Linked DNA regions of Mus musculus: region 2 is linked to region 1. A link is a contact called in public promoter capture Hi-C data. All regions are on one chromosome and are shown on one strand. Each heading gives the region's core, a stretch centred on a gene start, on an enhancer-like site or on the middle of the called end of the contact. The rest is flanking DNA. Distances are from core to core; before and after follow the strand shown. Region 1 overlaps Dipk1a (divergent protein kinase domain 1A). Region 2 has its middle 22 kb from the start of Dr1.

Evidence for each region. Capture Hi-C pulls out chosen DNA fragments and counts their contacts.
Region 2: a contact with region 1 is called in a promoter capture Hi-C map of adipose tissue. The contact joins two enhancer-like sites. A contact is called at or near these places in 1 of 484 Hi-C or Micro-C datasets (nephron progenitors) and 1 of 9 other capture datasets (adipose tissue).

The regions. Positions count from the first base shown.
Region 1 is chr5:107,974,356-107,981,778 of GRCm38.p6, forward strand. All of the region lies in intron 1 of Dipk1a (divergent protein kinase domain 1A), which reads right to left. Among named protein-coding and RNA genes, the nearest start is that of Dipk1a, 9.0 kb to the right of the region's middle. Within about 2 kb of position 4,101, at least 73 of the 459 cell types and tissues checked have an H3K27ac peak or open chromatin away from gene starts, as enhancers often do. A contact at or near this core is called in adipose tissue, where this site is marked.
Region 2 is chr5:108,243,830-108,250,504 of GRCm38.p6, forward strand. No RefSeq gene overlaps it. Among named protein-coding and RNA genes, the nearest start is that of Dr1, 22 kb to the right of the region's middle. Within about 2 kb of position 2,837, at least 34 of the 459 cell types and tissues checked have an H3K27ac peak or open chromatin away from gene starts, as enhancers often do. A contact at or near this core is called in adipose tissue, where this site is marked.

The DNA of each region.
Region 1 (7,423 bases), core at 2,851-5,350:
TGAACCTGTAAGCCAAGCCCTGATAAAATGCTGTTTTTATAAGACTTTCCTTGATCATGGTGTCTGTTCACAGCAGTAAAACACTAACTAAGACACCCTCCAAGTTATTTTTTGACAATTTATGGAAAATGATACAAATATGGTCACAATAAAGTACAGGAGACACAAGGAACCAATCCAAGAGACAGGTGATCTGACAAAGGCCTAGAGAGAGGAAACAGAAGTCAGCATACCCTGGAGCTGAAGTAGGAAAGTTCTAAGTTTTACTACCTAAAGGGATAATAAGCATGGTGGCACATGCCTTCAATCCCAGTACTTGGGAGGCAGAAGTAGACAAATCCCTGTGAGTTCTAGGCCAGCCTGATATATGTTCTAGGTCAGCCAAAGCTATAAGGTAAGACCTATCTCAGAAAAACAAACAAAAACTATCCGAAGGGCTCAGGTAGAGCCCAATACAACTGATATAGACCCTGTACCAATCCTCAGGGAATTTCAAAACAAGTATTAAAAAAAAAAAAGAAAGAAAAGAAGAGAAGAGAAGAGAAGAGAAAAGAGAGAGAAGAAGAGGAAGAGAAAGAAGAAGAGAAAGAGATCACATACAAAGGGCTGAGACTCAAACTGGCCCCTTGGCCAAGACAGGGATCCATGTTTTCAATTTTTCAGGAAAAAAAAATTACTTTTGGCTCCAAATTCTACACCCAACTCAATAATAAATAGGAGGTAGAATATAAGAAATTCCGTTTTAGACATGAAAGCACGCAGAAGGTTCACTTCCCTCACATGCTTCCTTTAGAGCTCATTTCAGGATTACCGCCCTAGTAAGATGAAAACATAGACCAGGATAGACGAAAACTCAGGATCCTGAAAACTGTGAGTCCAACCCAGAGGGAAAAAGGAATCCCAAGAAGATGAGGTGTTGCAAGCCCAGAAAATCCATGGGGTCTAGAGAGTGGAGGGGTATTGGTTCTAATTTTTAAAAGTGGGGGATTCAAAACATAAAATATAGCCAAGAGTACAGAAAAGAAAATGGCACTATGACAAAGGCAGGTTGTGCCAGGAAAAAAAAAAATCAAGTCTATTAGAAAACACCTAGAAGGGCTGGAGAGATGGCTCAGCGGTTAAGAGCCCCGACTGCTCTTCCAAAGGTCGTGAGTTCAAATCCCAGCAACCACATGATGGCTCACAACCATCTATAATGAGATCTGATACCCTCTTCTGGGATGTCTGAAGACAGCTACAGCAAGGCAATGGGGCCAGAGCGAGAAGGAAAAAAAAAGTGTCTGAAGACAGCTGCAGTGTACTTAACATATAATTAAATAAATAAATCTTTAAAAAAAAAAAAAAAAAAAAGCACGGGCTGCTCTTCCAAAGGTCCTGAGTTCAAATCCCACAACCACATGGTGGCTCACAACCACCTGTAATGAGATCTGACACCCACTTCTGGTGTGTCTGAAGACAGCTACAGTGTACTTAGATATAATAATAAATAAAATCTTTGGGCCAGAGTGGGGCCTGAATTCAATGCCCAGCTACCACATGATGGCTCACAACCATCTACAGTACACTCATATACATAAAGTAAAATAAATAAATCTTTAAGAAAACAAAAAAGAAAGAAAGAAAAAGAAAACACCTAGAAAAAAATTATACTTACTAAGTTCACTGAAAGAGTGAGCTGGGCAGAGTGTGGCCTACAGCACAGGGCAAGGCATTTGTTTTTAATTAAAGAAAAGTCAGATATGGTGGTGCTGTCCTTTAATCTCACTCAGGAGGCTGAGGAAGGAATTTGAGACTAGCCTGGGCTACATTCATGAGTTTCAGACCAGACTGAGCTAACAAAGTAATACCTTGTATGCTTGTTTGTTTTTAAAAAGAAAAAAAAAAAAAAAAAAAAAAGCCGGGCGTGGTGGCGCACGCCTTTAATCCCAGCACTAGGGAGGCAGAGGCAGGCGGATTTCTGAGTTCGAGGCCAGCCTGGTCTACAAAGTGAGCTCTAGGACAGCCAGGGCTACACAGAGAAACCCTGTCTCGAAAAAAACAAACAAAAAAAAAAACAAAAACAACAACAACAAAAAAAACCATCCCACCCCACCCCCCCCCCAAAGGAAACACATTACAACAGGACAGCCAGTGCCTGATTATAAAGAACTTATAGTATATAAGAAAAGTATCCAGTCGTTATTAATGTTGGAAGCCTGGGAGCCCAAGGGTCATTATCTTAACCCTAGAGAGAGAAAAAAAAAATGTAATCTTAGCATACAAACTAGGTCTGCACTGAATACTATTTATGGAATCGCATTTTAGGGAATACTAAAATTAAAGATTTCTTTTATCTTGGGCCACAACAAACAATGATTCTGTTGGGTCTCAAGACATAAATTGCAGGATGCTAGGACCATCAACTTTGCCTTTTTTTGTTGTTGCTTTGTTTTGTTTTTGTTTTGTTTTTTTGAGTCAGGGTTTCTCTGTATAGCCCTGCTGGCTGTCCTGGAACTCACTTTGTAGACCAGGCTGGCCTTGAACTCAGAAATCTGCCTGCCTCTGCCTCCCAAGTGCTGGGATTAAAGGCGTGTGCCACCACCGCCTGGCAGCTTTGCCTTTTTAAGACACACAATATCAACACCCACTTCCACCTTTCTTTCCTCTTTCTCTGGAGGTGAGCGTCCTTTTCATTATTTGAGTGGCTCGATGCTCTTCAACTCGCTCAGGTCACATGGACTTGAGGAGCAGATAACTGGGAAAAACTGCATCGACAGCTGAGCATAGGCAATCATTCAGCAAGAAACTCACGGAAGAAAGTTCGTAATGCTCTCAAACATAACTTGCATTTTATTAGAGCTAGCCATTCTTCTCTAACATATATGTCAAAAAGCAACCAAACCTAGGCAATTTGCAAATGTCACATTTTCTTTCCAGGTGGCAAATATGTGGTATTCTCTGGGAAGGGAAAAATTCTCCTACTAGTGTGCTTAATAACAGAGGAACTGCTAAGGTCTGCTACCTCAGGTGGTAACTACAAGCTTCAGTCTATAGGTCTCATGTTTACTTCATGGAAAAAGTGGAAGAAAAAAAACAACTCCTGCAACAGCTGGCCCTTCATGTGTATGCTATAGCACATATGCAATCACACACACATATACACACAACTATATCTGAATAAAAATGTATTGAAAAGTTAAAGCCAAGTGTATTGTTTATATGACCATGGAGGACTCAGGTGAAACTCCGGGAGTCAAAGGCCAGCATGGTGGTTTGAATATAAATGGCCCCCACAAGCTCATAGGAAACAGCATTACTAGGAGGTATGGGGTTGTTGGAGTAGGTGTAGCCTTTTTAAAGGAAGTATGTCCCTGGGGTAGGCGTTCAGGTTCCAAATGCTCAAGCCAGACCCACTGTCTCTCTCCCTCTCTTCCTGTTGTTTGCTGATCTAGATGTAGAACTCTCAGCTATCTCTCCAGCTTCATGTCTGCCTGTGTGCCTCCATGCTTCCTGCCATGATGATAATGAGCCAATTAAAAGTTTTCCTTTATAAGATTTGCTGTGGTCATGGTATCTCTTCACAGCAACAGACGCAATTAGCAGTTAGAAGTATAGCTACCAGACAGGCTTTGGGAGTAAAGCAGATCAGATAGAAGTGGCAAGAGGCAATTAAGGCTTGTAGGATATGACCAGCTGTGTGCTTTTACTTACTGTGTACACATTCTTTCACATAAGGGATTAATGTATCTAATCAGTTCCACAAGACTCTATACCATGAACCAGCTGTGGGGGTGCCTGTGTGATCTCAGCAACAACAGCTGGGTATACATACAGCAAACACTCCTGGCCCATTTCCCCAGAAAAACCCCTCCGTATCTCTATAAATGTTTAAGCACATTCACTGTACCCCACAAACATTTATTGGCCACCTACCCTGAGCCAGACAAAGCAGACAGAGAGGAAATGGACATTTCAGCTCTCAAGCAGCTCACACCTTTGAGAAAAGATAGGAAAAAGCCCAAGATGCTTCAGTATCTTGTAAGAGATACTGGCTATCATTTGCTTAGAGTCTGTAGGTCTTAGAGAGGGATGTTCAAAGGTTACTTCCTCTTTGAGTTGAGACTTAAAAGATAAGAGAGAATAAACCAGGTAAGCAGATATAAAGACTTGGCAGAGGAAGCGCTCTACAGGACGAAGAGGAACACTAGAACTGGGGAAGCGGTTAAGGGGCAGAGCACTTGTCTAGCATGCACATGCTCCTGCTGCAATCCACAGCACTACAAGAGAAAAATTAAAACTAACTTAAAGCAAAGAGGAAAGGACTGAGTAGACACGAAGACTGAGTAGCATGCTAGTATGTTTGGAAAAGTCAAGTTTCTCAGGTCTGCTGGAACAAAGGGCCATGTTCTCCACAGAACCAGGTCTCCTGAGGTAAAGGAAGGCCACTAGGAGGGAAAAAGCGAGTCCACTGAAGGACAAGTACAAAGGAGGGAGGCCCAGCCAGATTTGCCCCTTGGGGAAGATGTTGCTAGAACAAGATGGGAGGGTGCTTCTGTACCGGTAGAGCAGGCTGTTCTGCTAGGCCAGCAGAACAGAAGGCTACAGTGCATTCATGTGTTATTTAGCAAATGCACTCTTCAGAATCTGGTCACATCACTTTCTCCTATAATTAGAGATGAACCCTAGAAGAAATGGGGAAGAGATTCAAGATAGATGACAATCCAGAAACAGAAAACAGCAAAAGCTAAATAGAGTATGAAAGAACTGGAGTCCTTGCACACCACTGGCAGGAATGTGGAGGAAAAAGTATAACCACTATGAAGAATAGTATGAAGATTTACTAAGAAACCAGGAAGATAAGCACTAAGCATTCTCTCTATATGTAGATCTAGATTTAAATATTTAAATATACATGAGATGTGAATATAATTAAAAGGAAGGAAGGGGTTAGAAGGAAGGAGAGGGGAACAAAAGAGGAAAGATCAAGTATTGCACATTTTTTTCTCATTTTCAGATTATAGAAACACATACCACTATTTAAGAGGCAGAAAAGGAGCCGGGCGTGGTGGCACACGCCTTTAATCCCAGCAGTTGGGAGGCAGAGGCAGGCGGATTTCTGAGTTCGAGGCCAGCCTGGTCTACAAAGTGAGTTCCAGGACAGCCGGGGCTACACAGAGAAACCCTGTCTCAAAAAACCAAAAAAAAAAAAAAAAAAAAAAAAAAAAAAAAAAAGAGGCAGAAAAGGAAAATGAGGAGAGAGGAGACATGGGTGATGGAGGCAAGGATATGAACAAAGCACAATAATACACATGACAAAGATGAAAATGTCACAATGAACCTATTACTCTACATACTAACTAAAATACTAGTTATTCTAATAACACAAAAAGGCATTAAGCTGGATGGTGGTAATGAACATAGTTAGTCCCAGCACTTGGAGGCAGAGGCAGGCAGACCTCTGAGTTCGAGGACAGTCTGGTCTACAGACTGAGCTCCAGGATAGCCACAGCTACACAGTGAAGAAACCCTGTCTTGAGAGAGGGAGTAAACATGGGGGGGTGCTATTAATATTTTTGTTTGTTTTGTTTTTCAAGAAAGGAGAGAGGGGAAGAGGAAGGAGGAGAAGGGAGAGAAGAGGAGGAAAGAAGTGGAGGATAGGAACTGGAGGAGAAAGAGAAAAGGAGAGGAAGGGAGGACAGGAGAGGAGGTAACGGGTGGGAAATACTGCAGGGTTCTATTTACACAAGATATTTTAAGAGAGTCAAACTAATAGAAACAGAAAATAGGATGTGGTTACCAAGGACTAGGGTGGGGTCAGAGACTAGAAGGAAACAGGGAGAATTTCAATGGGTGGAGTTTCAACTTTGCAAGATGAAAAAGTTTTATAGGTCTGATACACTCAAAGTGCATAGAGTACACTTAAAAATATTTAAGTTGTTGAATGTGGTGGCATATGCCTTTAATCCCAGCACCAGAGGCAGAGACAGGGAGATCTCTGTAAATTCACGATCAGTCTACATAGTGAGTTTCAAACAGCCCGAGCTAAATATCGAGATCCTATATAAAAAAACAAACAAACAAACAACAAAAAGGGTACTATGAAGGCTAGAAAGATGGCTCAGCAGTTAAGAATATGACTGCTTTTTTAGAAGATCCAAATTAAATTCCCAGTACCCAATTGGTAGCTAACAACCATTTGTAACTCCAGTTTCAGGAGATCCAATGCTCTCTTCTGGCCTCTACAGGTACCATTCACAAAATACCCATGCACATAAAAGCAGTTTTCAAGTCTGTAAGTTTGGAAAAATTGCTACAAAATTAATCATTTATGGTTCTCAAGAAGCATGATAATGTAGCTACACACTACTTCTATGTTTAAATTTTCTTTTTGATTCACTTGTTCCTTTCTTTCTTCCTTTCTTCCTTTCTTTCTTTCTTTCTTTCTTTCTTTCTTTCTTTCTTCCTTTCTTTTTTTTGAGACAATGTTACACCAGGTAGCCCAGGATAGGTTACAATTCTCAATCTTCCTTGGCCTCCTAAATCCTGGGACTGCAGGCGTACACTTAAATGTAAAGCAGTATCAGTCATGCACATTCTCTGTACACTCACAACTTCAGAGAGCTAATTATAGCTCGAGAGATTTCTTTTCAGGCAAAGGTCAAGACATGGGTTTTTCCCTCTGCCACCTTTTAGGAATACAGAACCACCTACTCCAACATTCAGAGACCATCTTACTTTTACTCTAGCATTTGTCTACATTGTAACAGCTACCACTGATATGTCAAAAACTCTCCCTAGCACTAAATTCTACAAAATATCCATATTAAAACACACAAAAACCAAACTGTTTGGAAAATGGTACTAATAGAAGTCAAAATTCCAGGTATTAGAAATTTTAAATAATAGGTGCCATGCTTATAATACCAGCACTTGGGAACTGAGGGAAGAAAGGCCAAGAACAGCCAAAATACAGTTCTATCTCAAAATACAAACAACAAAAGAAATGTTTAATAAGTTCCAACAGTCTAATGTTGAGTAGGTTCCAAAGTCTAAAGCAGGCCATTGATAGATGTGATGGTATATACCTGTAATCCCAGAAGCAGGAGGGCTGCCACAAGTTCAAGGCTACCCTGATACATATGGAGAGTTCCAGACCAGTCAAGGCTACATAGGGGGACTCTCTCAAAGAGTTAAGAACAAAAATGTTTATCCATTCATTCATGACAGCCCTGACTGAACAGATATTAAAAATGCCAGAGCACTTATTTTGGACAGAACATCCCAAAATTTAAAACTGCTACCACTGGGTTGTGGTGATGGTGCACGCCTTTAATCCCAGTACTGGGAGGCAGAGGCAGGCAGATCTCTGTGAGGTCAGTCTAGTCTACAGCGAAAGCTGCAGGACAGCCAAGGCGTCACAGAGAAGCCCTGGGGGGGGGGGGGT
Region 2 (6,675 bases), core at 1,587-4,086, 270 kb after region 1:
GGCTGTGGAGAAGGCTGCCACCACTGCCTCTAGAGAGGCCAACCCAGCATGGGAATAACTAATACCAGTAATTGATGTAAGGATTCTAAATTAATAGCCAACTCAGAGTGATTCCAGAGCCCTTTACCCATCCACCTCAGTCTCCTATTGCAGGGGTGTCACACAAACCCATTTAAAAAGAGTGACGTTGGACAGAAAGTCTGTTTTTATATTCTGGATCTGATTTCCCATAAAGAGAACAGCCTCTTCCAAGGCATTCACTCTACCTTGCAGCCCTCTGTCTATGTTCTATTAAGGCTAAGAAAATGTTCCTGAGAAGCTGGTCCACATGATTGCCAGTGTGTAACCCCTTCACTAAGTATGTGGTCACCATAGCAAAACTGGAAACTGGAAATTATAGCAGAAACATCTAGTGTCAAAGCTGCAACAAAATCTCTTCCCGAATTTTAAAGATAGAGCAGCCCTATGTAAGGCCTCAATACCTGTATTTGATAACCAGGACTCCGACACATTAACAATAAACATAACTGATTCGGCTGTGGCTGTCTCCGCATAAGGAAGGTGTCCTTGCTGGTGGAGCTAATGCAGTTTGCCATTGTATAGCCAACATAGATGAGTAAACTCCCATAATACCCTTTATCTCTATTATGCCTGTTGGATCCTTATACAAGATGGAGAAGGGAGAAGAAACACAAGCTGCAACTGGAGTGCTTGTTGAAGGTTAGTTACTTCTAGGCCTTATGAGCGTAACCTTGAGTGTGGCGGCAAACAAGCAGAGCAGACCATCCTGCATAGGCATTGCTTTAATGCTTTAAAGGGGTGATAACTTGGCATTACCCACCCCAGAAGGTATCAGGTGCCAAAATCTCGTTAGGCATAGTGTGTGTTTATCTTGTATAAAGCTGTGCTCTTTGAGATATTTCTGGTAGTCATGATAAGGACTATTCACTGATCAAGCCCAAATCTTCTTGAAGGTAGTATAGAAAACTAAATTAGAAAAGCCACAAGAAAACCACTTTGGGTAGCCACAATAGGTGCCATATCCCAAATGAAGTCCATTTGTTTGGCTTCTTTGCATTTAGGCAACTTGCTCAGCAGAGACAGTTCATATTCAAAATGACTATCATCATACAGGTGTGGCAAATATAGCTTAAGAAACCAAACATCAGGGTTTAACTGTTAATAGAGAAAACATGCCAACAAGAATATTTTATGGTATTAATGAGAGATAAAACTGTGGCCCCTTCAGATAATAACTTCAGCTGTCCCCAGTTAGGGATCTGTCCCCTCTGTGTAACTGTTAGAGTAACTGATCCAGGAAGTGATCCATGAACTGAGCTGTTGCTGTTGGTGGGGACACTGGATCATTCCGTGGGGGATGATGGCATTTGTGCACTTTCCTTCTATTGGGAGCCATTAGGTGGAGTGGCTGGTTTGACATGTGGGACCCAGATGGGGATTCTACATCTGTAGGAAAAATACAAGCATAGCCTCAACCAGACATCAAAAGGACATCCAGGCCTTTTCATTGTGCCATCAGCAAATCCTACCACAGTACCAAAGGCTTTATGTCTTTTTGTGCCCAGTGGTCATAGCAGTCAAGACATCGCTTCCTTTATTTAAGTAATTTAAGACAAAAAGGGCATGGGAAAGCAGATATGCAGGAGAATAATATTTAAGTTCCCATCTTTGAAATGATGTTGGGCCTTAATGTAAGCATTCTACAGTGGTTTGACCTAGAGGGTTGCATGGTATGCCAGTTGTATGTCTAACTTTAAAAGTAGCACAGAGGGGCTGGCGAAATGGCTCAGTGGGTAAAAGCACGGACTGCTCTTCCAAAGGTCCTGAGTTCAAATCCCAGCAACCATATGTCGGTTCACAATCGCCTGTAATGAGATCTGACATCCTCTTCTGGTGTGTCTGAAGACAGCTACAGTGTACACAGTGTACATTTATCATGTATAATAATAAATAAATCTTTGAGCTGGAGCAAGCAGGGACTGAGCAAGTAGGGCCAACTGGAGCAAGCAGAGGTCCTAAAACTTCAATTCCCAACAACCACATGAAGGCTTACAACCATCTGTACAGCTACAGTGTAATTATACACATAAAATAAATAAATCTTTAAAAGTCACACAGAAGGTGGCAAAGTCTTTGCTAGAATACACAAGGGTTCTATCAGATTTAACATGGGAAGGAATACCCAAAAAGGAGAAACAGAAAAACGTGTGCTGAACAACATCCTTCAAAGCCTCTTCAGATTGGTCTGTGGCATTAGGACATGTGAAAAGGTATCAACATCTTACATTCACTTGACTTACCCTGGGTGCAAACCATGAGGGTTGATATCTATTTCCAAAGTTGGTTGAATAGATAGATAGGCAGGGCATTGCTTAAGTTTGACATGCTGCCTTTCTAGGAATATGAAACTTGGAGAGCGTGAGAGTTTTGATGATGGACCTCATGAGCATCCTTCGCTTTTTCTGGTGGTGTAATGATTGCCAAGGCTAATTGAGTGGTTAATGTCAGCAGCACGATTACCCTCTGCTAGTACTCCAGGAGGAGAAGGGTGAGCTGTAACATGAGTTACAAAGTGGGGGAATTCCCGGCCCTGAACCAGAGTTTGTAATTCCATTAAAAGGTCATTATTTTGTTTTTTTTTTGTTGTGATTAATAATAGCACTCTCAATGACTGGAAACAGTCATGCAACATGCAATCTGTATAAAGGTTGAGAAGTGGAGTTGGCAAAATTTCAAAAAGCAAGTATAGCTGTAGCAATTTTGACCTTTTGAGCAGAAGTGAAAGTAGTTAGGTTTTGGAACATTTTGTTAGAGGAAAATACCACTGCCATACCAGAAGCAGAGCCATCTGTTAAAAAAAAAATTAGTAACCACATCCGTCAGGAGCTGTGCAGAAAATCTTTTAGGGAAGATGACAGTTTGTAATTTTAGAGATTGAATTAAAGGATGGTGGGGCAAATATCCCCATGATTGCCATTATTTGCAATAAATGTGTAATTGCACAATCAGCCTTTCAGAACATTGAAACCCTGAGTACATGTCAATGGTATGGTGTATACCTCTGTTTTCCAAATTCTATAACATGGAAAACACCCATCTGCTAGATGCCATTTCCCTTGGTACCCCTGGGGTTACTACCTGCAGGAGTTTGGTGATGGAGAGAACACGAAGGACATTGTTGTTATTATTATTATTATTAATTTCTTTGTCTTGTTGCCAAGTGGTGGAAGTTTTTTTCTTTAAACCTTTCCTGTTAAAATTTTGTTTCTCATGAAATTTTGAGGCTTCTAACACATTTCCTATTAATAATTCGTCGATGTCTTTGTTTCCGTGAGCTAATGCACCTGGCAAACCTGAATAATACATAATGGATGGTTTCTACTTCTGATGGCTTGTTGCAGTCGTATAAATAACAAAGTTAAATGAGTTATCAAATTCAGCAGTCTCTGTGTGCAAAACAACTCTTTCTGCATATAAAGAATCAGTAATTATGTTAACAGATTCAGGATAATCTAATAATAACATAAGGCTTGCATACAATTCTGATTCTTGAACAGATGTATATGGAATTTTGATAACCTTGTTTATTTTGTCTGACTTATAACTTGCCATCCCTATTTTTTCCATCAGTATAAAATGTCAGTGCCTCTAGAATTGATGTTCTCTTTACTACATATGGAAAAATCCATTTAGTTCTTTTTATAAACTGTATACGCTTTTAAGATATTTTCTATTAATCTCACCCAAATAGTTGCTACAAACTCTTGCCAATCTTCATTGATCACCCATGATGATATAATCTCAGCATTTGTAAGAGTCACTACAATTTCAGCCAGCTTTGTTCCTGACATTTGATGAAATCTTATTCTACTTCTTATAATTAATTCAGAAATCTTTTCTATATATGTCTTCAATTTTTTACCTTGTTTATGAGCTAAGAAAATCCATTCCATAATACTATCTTCTCTTTGCATAATGAGCCCAACAGGAGAAGAAGTTGAAGGCAAAATGAGCAGTTTATTATCAAGTTTAGGATTGATTCTATCCACATATGCCTCTTGTAGTCTTTGTTCTACCGGAGTTAACTCTTTTTCTGCTTCAGTTGTTAGGCATCTTGGACTGTTCAAATTTGAATCTCCTTGTAATGCTTGAAACAAATTACTTAATTCTTATGTACTTAATCCAACTGTACACCTCAATCATTTAATATCTCCTATTAATTTTTGAAAATTGTTAAGAGTTTGCATTGGTCCCTATGGATCTATACCTTTTGTGGTTGAATATTTTGTCAACTGATTTTATAACCCAAATAACTAAGTGAATCTCCCATTGTATTTTACACTGGAGCAATCTGTAATTTCCAGCGTGGCAGAATTCTTTTCTTTTTCTTTTTTCTTTCTTTCTTTCTTTTTTTTTTAAATATTTTCTTCATTTACATTTCAAATACTATCCCCTTTCCTAGTTTCCTCTCTGAAAGTCCCATATACCCTCTCCTCAACCGTACTTCTCAACCAACCCACTCCCACTTCCTGGCCCTGGCATTCCACTGTACTGGGGCATAGAATCTTCACAAGACCAAGGGACTCTCCTCTGACTAGGCCATCCTCTGCTACATATGCAGCTAGAAACACAAGTTCATATTGTTGTTCCACCTATAGGGTTGCAGACCCCTTTAGCTCCTTGGGTACTTTCTCTAGCTCCTTCATTGAGGATCCTATGTTCCATCCAATAGATGACTGTGAGCATCCACTTCTGTATTTGCCAGCCTCTGGCATAGCCTCACAGGAGACAGCTTGTATCAGGGTCCTGTCAGCAAAATCTTGCTGGCATATGCAATAGTGTCTAGGTTTGGTGATTGTTTATGGGATGGGTCCCCGAGTGGGGCAATCTCTGGATGGTCCTTCCTTCAGTCTCAGTTCCGAACTTTGTAACTCCTTCCATGGGTATTTTGTTCCCCATTCTAAGAAGGAACGAATTATACACACTTTGGTCTTCCTTCTTCTTGAGTTTCATGTGTTTTGCAAATTGTATCTTGGTTATTCTAAATGTCTGGCCTAATACTCACTTATCAGTGAATGCATTTCATGTGTATTCTTTTGTGATTGGGTTATCTCACTCAGGATGATACAATCCAGACCCATCCATTTGCCTAAGAATTTCATAAATTTATTGTTTTTAATTGCTGAGTAGTACTCCATTGTGTAAATGTACCACATTTTCTGTATCCATTCCTCTGTTGAGGGACATCTGGGTTCTTTCCAGCTTCTGACTATTATAAATAAGGCTGATATGAACATAGTGGAGCATGTGTCCTTATTACAAATTGGAACATCTTCTGAATATATGCCCAGGAGAGGTATAGCTGGATCTTCCGGTAGTTCTATGTCCAATTTTCTGAGGAATCGCCAAACTGATTTCAAGAGTGGTTGCACAAGCTTGCAATACCACCAGCAATGAAGGAGTGTTCCTCTTTCTCCACATCCTCGCCAGCATCTGCTGTCAGTTTTTGACCTTAGCCATTCTGACTGGTGTGAGGTGGAATCTCAGGGTTGTTTTGATTTGTATTTAACTGATGATTAAGGATGTTGAATATTTTTTCAGGTGCTTCTCAGCCATTCGGTATTCCTCGGGTGAGAATTCTTTGTTTAGCTCTGTACCCCATTTTTAATAGGGTTATTTGGATTTCTGGAGTCCAGCTTCTTGAGTTCTTTGTATATCTTGGATATTAGTCCCCTATTGGATTTAGGATTGGTAAAGACCCTTTTCCAATCTGTTGGTGGCCTTTTTGTCTTATTGACAGTGTCTTTTGCATGGCAGAATTCTTTGTGTTACCTTCAACATATTCTCTAAAACATCTTCATCAGAATCAGCCAACAGAATGTCATATATATAATAATAAATGCTAGATTGAGGGAATTACTTACAAATTATTTCTAATGGTTGTTGAACAAATACTGGCATAAAGTTGGACTACTTAACCCTCCCTGTGGAAGTGACTTCCAGTGGTGTCTCTATAATGCATGACTATTATTCAGATTAGTACTGAGAAAGCAAATCTTTCCCTATCCTGCTGATGCAGGGGTATTGTGAAAAATCAGTCTTTCTAGTCAGTTATTATTATATGATTTTGATAACAAAGATGTTAAAGTGAGTCCAGGCAGTAAAGGACCCATTGGTTGAATTACCTTATTAACTGCTCTTAAATCCATTTTCATCCTCCATTTTCCTGATTTCTTTTTTACAACAAACACAGGAGAATTCCATGGACTGATGACTCCTATATTTTGAGCCTCCTGCTTCTCTTGAACCAGTTGCTCAAGTACCTGCAACTTTTCTTATGTCATGGGCCACTGCTCTTGCCAGACAGGCTGGCTTGATAACCATTTTAGGGGCCAAAGGTGTGTTTGCTGTGGCCCCTTGGTTCATTGCCTGGTGACAAGAAGTTACTTTGTATGCCTCTCTTTGACTGACAGTCTTTAGACCGGTGTTTGCCCTTTCTTCAGCAGCTATGATTCCCTGAAATGCTTTGTGGCTCATAGCAACCAGAACCTGCTTATTCTCGACTACAAATACTATGTTCTCAGGAGTCAGTGCGCCTGCTATTATGAACTCTGAATCTTCTAACCCTACAATTTCTTTGTAAATGACCAAATT